2 separate regions of the Canis lupus genome follow, and region 1 is linked to region 2. A link is a contact called in public Hi-C data. All regions are on one chromosome and are shown on one strand. Each heading gives the region's core, a stretch centred on a gene start, on an enhancer-like site or on the middle of the called end of the contact. The rest is flanking DNA. Distances are from core to core; before and after follow the strand shown. Region 1 has its middle 9.4 kb from the start of PDGFRA. Region 2 overlaps LOC111098617.

Region 1 (3,579 bases), core at 107-2,606, 420 kb after region 2:
ACTGAAACGTGTCTTAAGTAGGCTTTTGTGTGTTTTTACAAATAAAACCACGCAATCGCACCCTTATTTAGCAGAAAATGGGATTGCAGTAGAGAATTAAATGCAGAGACTGGAAGTCATCATAATCTTGCCTGAATCCGACTAAAATGGAAAGAAGTGTTGGATCTCAATTATCAAAATTCTTCTGAAAGATGTAAGCTGTGTCAGTCGAGTGTTATCTGTATCTGTCGTAACACGACCTAGCCATAAAAGCATGCGTGTTTTAGTTGGATAAATCGCTCTGGCTCAATCGGCGTTACTGTTCCCCAGTGGAATAACACGGCTAACCAACAGGAATAATATCAGGTTGTTCACAGGGCTGCTATAGAAAACCATTTGATAAGAAATATTTTCCATGATGCCTGCCCGTTTTGGAGGGGGGATTTCCATAGGAGAATCTGAGAAAATTCAATCTGGTAGCTCCACAGTGCAGGCCCGGCTGTCAAAATACTGGTTTTATGGTAATGAATGCCAAGTGTGCCGTGGTATTCCTTGCCAACAGGTAAAATTTATGTTGTAATGTTTGAGAATTCCAATGATCAATGCAGACTAAACGTTAGGATGCCCTGTTATTTGCTATGGGAGCCAATTCTAGGCATTTTTTTTTTTTTAGAGATTTTATTTGTTTATTCATGAGAGACACAGGGTAGGGGGGCAGAGACACAGGCAGAGGGAGAAGCAGGCTCCATGCAGGGAGCCTGACGTGGGACTCGATCCTGGGTCTCCAGGATCACACCTGGGGTCAAAGGCAGGTGCTAAACCGCTGAGCCATCCAGGGAATCCCCAATTCTAGGCATTTTGATGTGAGTTGAATTTCAGTTCAGGTCCTGAGCGATCTCTGTGAAGTCCCTGCCTGGGGGCCTTGAAAACTTCTCTAGAGTAGCCCACAGAGGCAAGGGCTATCGCCCCTGATGCTGGTGGACAGCATGACCTCCTCTGTCTCCACTCTGGCCTCTGCGCCTTTGCTTAAACCCTTCCCTCTGCAAGGACCCCATCTCTCCCCTTTCTACCGTGGGTAGTCTACTCATCATGCTCAGGTCTTAGCTCAGACACTGCCCCCACAAAGTGCTCCCCAACCTGTGAGGTTGGATAAAACGCCCTGATCCTGTGCTTTCAGGGCTTTATGTTTCTGCCTCTACGTTCTCACCTATCACCAGACTTTTCTTGTGGACATGACCCAGCACAGAGCCTGACGTCTGGTGGGGGGTTGGCAACTGGCTGTATCTCCTTAGTGGTTTAGTTTTAATTGCATCATGCACCCTCCTCCCCTCCCCCTTGCCCTGACACACAAACCTGAGTGCTGTGAGGATGTCTCCAGGCAGGGTCAGACATTCAAGGCGAAGCTCAAGCCTACCCAGGGCTGCACTGGAACTGAACCCGTTTCTAGGGGTGCAACGGGAGTCTTAGGAAAGGGAGAGACCCTGACTTGGTTCCTCTCCAAGAACAGTTGGGCTTCTTTTTACACACAAATGTTGACTTGCTGAGTGGACTTAGATCCTGAGCTGGCCTCTTGCGTCCTCTAGTGGTTCAAAGTCACAGCCCGGCACAGGGAGAACTCCAGGACAGCTCAGAGGTTTTTATTCTTTCTTTAATCCGAGTTAACCATTTATTTAGACATCTCCCAGGCAGTGAAGTCATTTCATAAATACACTTGGGGAGCAACACAATAATTAACCACATTCACACACAATGAGGAACTTGGGATATCTTGTGGAATCCTTGAAGGGCCCTGAGTTCTTTATTTTGTAGTGCAAACTCTTAATCGGCTTTCTGGGCCCAGTGGATAACTGACAACGTGCTTTAATCAAAGGCAATCGTTCTGTCATTGTCGGCCTGTGAAACATTAGCTCGGGGAGCTGGATGACAGCACGCCTTCCTCTTATCTCCCTGAGACTGCTCCACCCCAAGGACCAGATCTGGTGTTGTCTTGGTTATATTCAAATTTTATGATAGGCAATCTCAAGGGAACCCAAGTGTCTCCTTCGAACAAGGACAATCCCTTAGATGAGCGTGTTCGATCATTCTGTGGTTCAATATCAGAACGTTACTGTTCCTTGGGGGGCACTAGAAACTGTCATTTCCAGAAACAGGAGGGTACGCTTTGCTATCTTTGCAACTGCCCCAAACCCATACTTCTTGCGGGACCTAACTTTTTGAATGTCTTAAAATATAAAAGCCGAATGGGGGCGTGTGGGTGACTCAGTTAGGCGTCTGCCTTCGGCTCAGGTCATGTTCCCAGGGTCCTGGGATCGAGCCCCACATTGGGCTCCCTGCACAGCAGGGAGTCTGCTTCTCCCTCTCCCTCTGCTTGTGCTCTCTCTCTCTTTTTCTGTCAAATAAATAAAATCTCTTTAAAATGTAGCAGAATATAGCTACTTTCCTCAGAATTGCTCACAGCTTTAAATATCACCTCCTCAGAGGACTATTCCTTGAGGATTTGGAGCAGCTCTGGCTTCCTGTGATAGCCTCCCGCATCACTGGATGATGGAGGAGCACTTGTCACATGTGCCATTTAACCAGGGCCTGGGTTTGCTTTCCTTTGGTCTCCCCCTGCCCCCCGAAGCTGAGGCCCATAGTGCAGAGGTCTTGTTTGTTCCTCTATGACAGCATCCCTGAGTCTAGCACAATGCCTGGCACAGGGGGTGTCAGATAAACACTTGTCAACTGACCAACAGAATCCAGAGAGGTAAAAGCTAAGGGGAGGCTGATTTTGCTCCTTAGTTTAGGTCAATGAGGACCCCCTTCACTCGAATTCTGAGCGGAAAGAATTTATGCTGCAAGACTCAGTGATAGCTGAGTTGCGGGGTTGAGGTCAGCCCCCAGATGCCACATCTGCAGCTGCAGATGGAAGGCAGGGAGAGGAGAGACCTCCTGAAGCTTGCTTCAATGGGCCGGCAGAGGGGCCAGGTGGTAGTTGCCCTAACCTCCCTGCATGTTTACTTTCAGGAAGCTTCTATTACCTGGAAATATGGGCATAAAGTTCAGATTTCTGAAAGCGTATCTGTAGAGTCCTAAAAATCAAACAGGAATGGAAATATGTTGAGGACCTGGAGGCAGCAAAGAGAGAGGGCCAGAAGTGTGCAGACTGTGAGACTATCCTGAAGGGTAAGAGCAAGAATGTAATGAAAAATGAAAATAGGAGACCAGGAGAAAGGATGGGGGAAAGGGAGCTAATTCATACCCTGTCTCTTTGAGAGTCTCCTTTTCATTACTGACTATGCAGAGACAAATAAAGTTGAATAAGCACCATGCCTGAATTGAACGTTGTAGCACGCACACACACACACACACACACATTTGTGCTCAGATTCCCCCCCTTTTTAAAAAGATTTTATTTATTTTTGAAAGAGAGCGCATGAGCAGAGGGAAGGGGAAGGCAAGGGGTAGGGGGAGGAGCAGACTCCCTGCTGAGCAAGGAGCCCCATGTAGGACTCAATCCCAGGACCCTGAGATCATGACCTGAGCCAAAGGCAGGTGCTTAACCGGCTGAGCCACCCAGGCGCCCAGGAATACTGTCCATGTGAGCAGGGCAGCAGGGAG
Region 2 (4,037 bases), core at 455-2,954:
GCTTATCCATTTTTGTGTTGATGGACATTTGGGTTGCTTGCAGTTTTGAGGTATTATGAGAGAAGTGGCAGTTACCAGCCAGGGTATGGTTGGCAGTGCCATGGACCAAGTGGCATTCCCCCCAAATTCTCATGGTAAACCCCTAACCTCCCAAAGTGGCTGCATTTGGAGATAGAAGCTTTATAGAAGTAATTATGGTTAAATGATTTCATAAGGGCGGGGTCCTGACCCGATAGGACCATAGGACGTAAGAGGAGTGTCTGCTCCCTCTACAGATACGCACAAGGGTCTGTGAACACACAGCAAGAGGACAGCCATCTGCAAGCCAACTCACACACGCAGATGATATATAAGTAGGCTGGAGACTAGAAAGGGACAGAGAGACTTTTCACCCCAGGGTAATGGGAATACTCTGTATCTGGATCCGAGTAACAGCTGCATGGGTGGATACCTAGGGAAACAGATTTATCAAACTGTCCTTTTAAGATTTATACATTTTTGTGCATGTAAATTTGACTTAAATGGGAAAAAATAGGCCTTCTTCCCCTTCTTAATTGTCTGAGTCCATTCAGGCTGCTACACAGAATCACAGACTGGGTGGCTTATAAACTATAAAAAGCTCATTCTCACAGTTCTGGAGGCTGGAAGTCTGAGACCAGGCGCCAGGATGGTCCCGTGAGTGCCCTGTTCTGTCCTTGCAGCGTCCTCACACAGAGGAAGAGGTCAGGATCTCTCAGGAGCTTCTCCTATAAGGGCACTAATCCCATTCATAAGGGCTCCACCCTCCCTCTGACCTAAGTACCTCGCAAAGGCCCCACCTCCCAGTACCTCCCAGTCACCTTTGGGGGTTAGGATTTCAACACATGAATTTTGGAGGGACACAAACATTTAGACCATACCTGGTCTACCAAGGGAATCTGTGGTTCAAAAAGATAACCATACAGTCTTAACACCCTTGAGCGAGCCTGGTGTGTAGTGGGGAATGAACACATATCAGTCATTGCTCACATATTTATATACATTTTTGCACGTCAGAAACAACCCCGGGAATTTGGCTGGATTCAGACCCAAGCCCGGGTGACGTCAGGCCAGGCGCCCTTCCCTAACCACCCTAGATGTGCAAGTGAACTGGCTCGGCTAAGGGGGTGTGCACAAGGACACCCTGAGGGGTGGAGGTGGGGCGGTTCTCTGGGCACAGGGCCTGAGTCACCACCTCTGGGGGAGCAATCCTGCTGTGCTGCCCTGTAGGAAGGGAGCCGAAGACACTGGAAGGAGCCAGCAGCACGGAAGCCAAGGGCTCTGAGAGAGGAGCCAAACAAACAGCCGGGCAGCCTGGCCAAGAACAACAGGAAGCTCCCAGCCGCACCCCTGCTCCCTGTAGCCCGGCCTGCAGACCCAGGGTTATTTTCTCCAAAGGGCCTTCTGCACATGTTACATAAACAAAACCTCCATTGACTCCAGTTCTAGGCCTGGCCTAAAATAGCCCACAGGCTCCACCCTCCCTCACCAACTCCCCCACCCCAACACTCCAGCTTCTGGGTCACCCCTCATGGTCCCCAGGGTGGGTGAGCTGCTTGCTCGGTGACCACACCTGCGGACCTCACTCTCCTGTGTCCCCAGGACCTTTCCCCTCAGGGTTTACTCTCCCTGACAGGCCGGACACAAGGCGTTCCTCTACGACCTTTGAGGACCCCTGGGCCAAAGGACATGTCTCCTCTCACCAGTGAGGCAGGAAGCAGGGCCTGAGGGACAGCTGGGCTGGCCAAGCAGGAGACACGAGAGGGCCCGACGGGGGGTCTCTTTCTCTCCTCTTCTTGGTAGGATGGACTTGGAGTGAGATCCCGAGAGCAAACTTTCCAGGAAAGAGCACAAGCCTCCTCTGTCAGGGTTTCTTTTCGAGCTGGATTTGGTGATGGAACCACCCTGCTCCTAGCTCTTTCTGGGAGGCCCTGCGAGTTTCTTTGACCCCCATTTATAGCTCGTCTTCCTTCTGCAGAAAACCATTCCACTTGTGAACATCTGGAGACGTGCAGATCTCTGACACAGCACGGGGTCACCCTGCCTGGGCTCTACTCCTCCCACACAGGCCCCGGAAAACCTATGATAATCTCCCCCCAACCCCCCGCCCGGCCGCCTGCGCTCCCCCAGAATCTCAGCTCATAAAAATAACAAAAACAACATCTACAATTCAGAAAAACATTTATGTTAAAAGTTTACCATGTGCCTGATAGCCCGCTAAGCATTTTATGTTTTATTTTATCTAATCCCCATTGAGCAGTCCTATGAGCTAGATGCAATTATTATCTCCAGATTACTGAATAGTAAACTCTAGTTGAGAGCAGTTAGAGGACCTGTCAAGGATGCACCGAGGTGGAACACAGACCTCAGTCTGTTGGGCTGGTTTTCATGTCTTAGCCTCTGCATCACGTATCCCAGGGAAAAAATCAGTAGGTCTCATAGAACCTCTTTTTCCACAGCCTTCCTTCTTTCAAAGTCTAAGCTACTCTGCCTGTTACCAATGTAGTTAAACATAAGATACTGACCAATTAATTATCCAACCAGTATCTTCCGGGCACGATGCAATTTAAGTCTATACCAGGCCAACAACAACAAAAAAGTATGAATACGTAATAGGTGAATATTTAGCTCTTGTTTTATTAATAGTTATACTTCGGTCTCGAGAGAATCTTCTACTCCTCCAAGTTGGAGATCCTCAAACCAGGTCTCTAGAGAGAGTCTAGAAGGCCTGCAGCCTTGAGGACTTAGGGTAGGAAGCAGGGGGAGCATACGGAGAGCTGAGAGAGACCTCACAGGAGCCAAAGGAGAGGTCTGCACTCAGGCTGATTGGCTCGAGCCAGGCTGTGGAGATACCGTGGGGGTACTGATGGATCCTCAAAACACTGGCATTCTGAGGAATTTGGTTCAGAGCCAGTCGTGTTCACTCTGGTGGCCTCTGTGAGGCTGGTTCGTTCCATGGTAGCTCTAAGATAACCCCCAGGCCTGAGGCTGTCTTGTCCACGGACCAAGTCAAAGCCTTCATTTATTTCTAGAAAAAAAAAATCCCTAACTCTCTGGGTTCCCACAATTTTATTCTCTATTCGTTTGTTTTATCCAGCCATCCTGGGAACATTTCTTGAGCATCTACTACGTACAAGGCACAAGGGGTGTGGAGATGCATGGAGAAAGAATGCAATACCGTCTTGCATTTCAGAAGTTCAAGCTCTAATGCAGGAGATGAAAAGAAAACAATTGTGGTTCAGAATGATAAGGGGAGCCATAGATGTAACCGCAAGTTTGGAAGCCCTGGGGTGGGTTGGGGGGCTCCTGACCCCCTCGTGGGAGGTCCTGGCGATGTGCATGAGTGTGCCCGAGTGTGCCCAGGCTGCACCCTCAGAGGGAAGGAGGGAGGGTAGGGATTTACAGAGGCTTCCAGAGGAGGTTGTTGGGGACACACTCTTTCTCTTGCTGCTTCTTTCCCTGTGGAGACCTTCCCTAGACTACCACTCCTGGGCTCTGGCCAGCCCATTATTCATCTCCCAGGGGAGGACGGATGACTTAGCTGATGCTGAGTTCAGGAGAGGGAACCGTGGCAGTGTGACTCAGCCATTTCCTGGTGGGGACCCTTCCGTTCTGCTCCTCCGTGCCATAAACTTCATAGAAGCAGGCCTTTGCCGGGAAGGTGCCGCTCGTGGCTGGGTAAGTTGAGCAAGAGAGGAGAAATTGGAACGTCCACTTGGCTTACAGATGTAAGGCCTCGCTCTCCGGCCTCGCCCTCATCGGCATGGTCATCTTGCTCTCCACTGATCTGATTCCTGGGACAGGGAAGGTGGACGTGAAGAGGTTTGCAACGGGGTGGACCTGCCGCCGTGGTCCACTCCACGTGCTGGACGGGGACCAGGGTGACCCCGAGCTCTGCAGAGGGAGGAGGCACTTTTTCAGGGATTTTCACAACCTCGTCCCCTGTTTCACAGCTTCCTATTGACCCACGTCGGCAGCAGGAGAAAAAGAAGAACACACAGGATGAAATCTGGATTGTC

What was found. A called contact is a pair of places that touch in the nucleus more often than the background predicts.
Region 1: a Hi-C map of amygdala shows a contact between it and region 2, with 8 times the contacts expected there. The contact joins two enhancer-like sites. A contact is called at or near these places in 2 of 9 Hi-C or Micro-C datasets (amygdala and skin fibroblasts).

Annotation. Positions count from the first base shown.
Region 1 is chr13:47,407,000-47,410,578 of UU_Cfam_GSD_1.0, forward strand. No RefSeq gene overlaps it. Among named protein-coding and RNA genes, the nearest start is that of PDGFRA, 9.4 kb to the right of the region's middle. Within about 2 kb of position 1,357, at least 2 of the 20 cell types and tissues checked have an H3K27ac peak or open chromatin away from gene starts, as enhancers often do.
Region 2 is chr13:46,991,542-46,995,578 of UU_Cfam_GSD_1.0, forward strand. LOC111098617 reads left to right here. Exons shown (of 4, transcript XM_038556126.1): 2 at 3,116-3,282; 3 at 3,541-3,696; 4 at 3,972-4,037. The coding sequence starts at 3,226. Among named protein-coding and RNA genes, the nearest start is that of LNX1, 46 kb to the left of the region's middle. Within about 2 kb of position 1,705, at least 8 of the 20 cell types and tissues checked have an H3K27ac peak or open chromatin away from gene starts, as enhancers often do.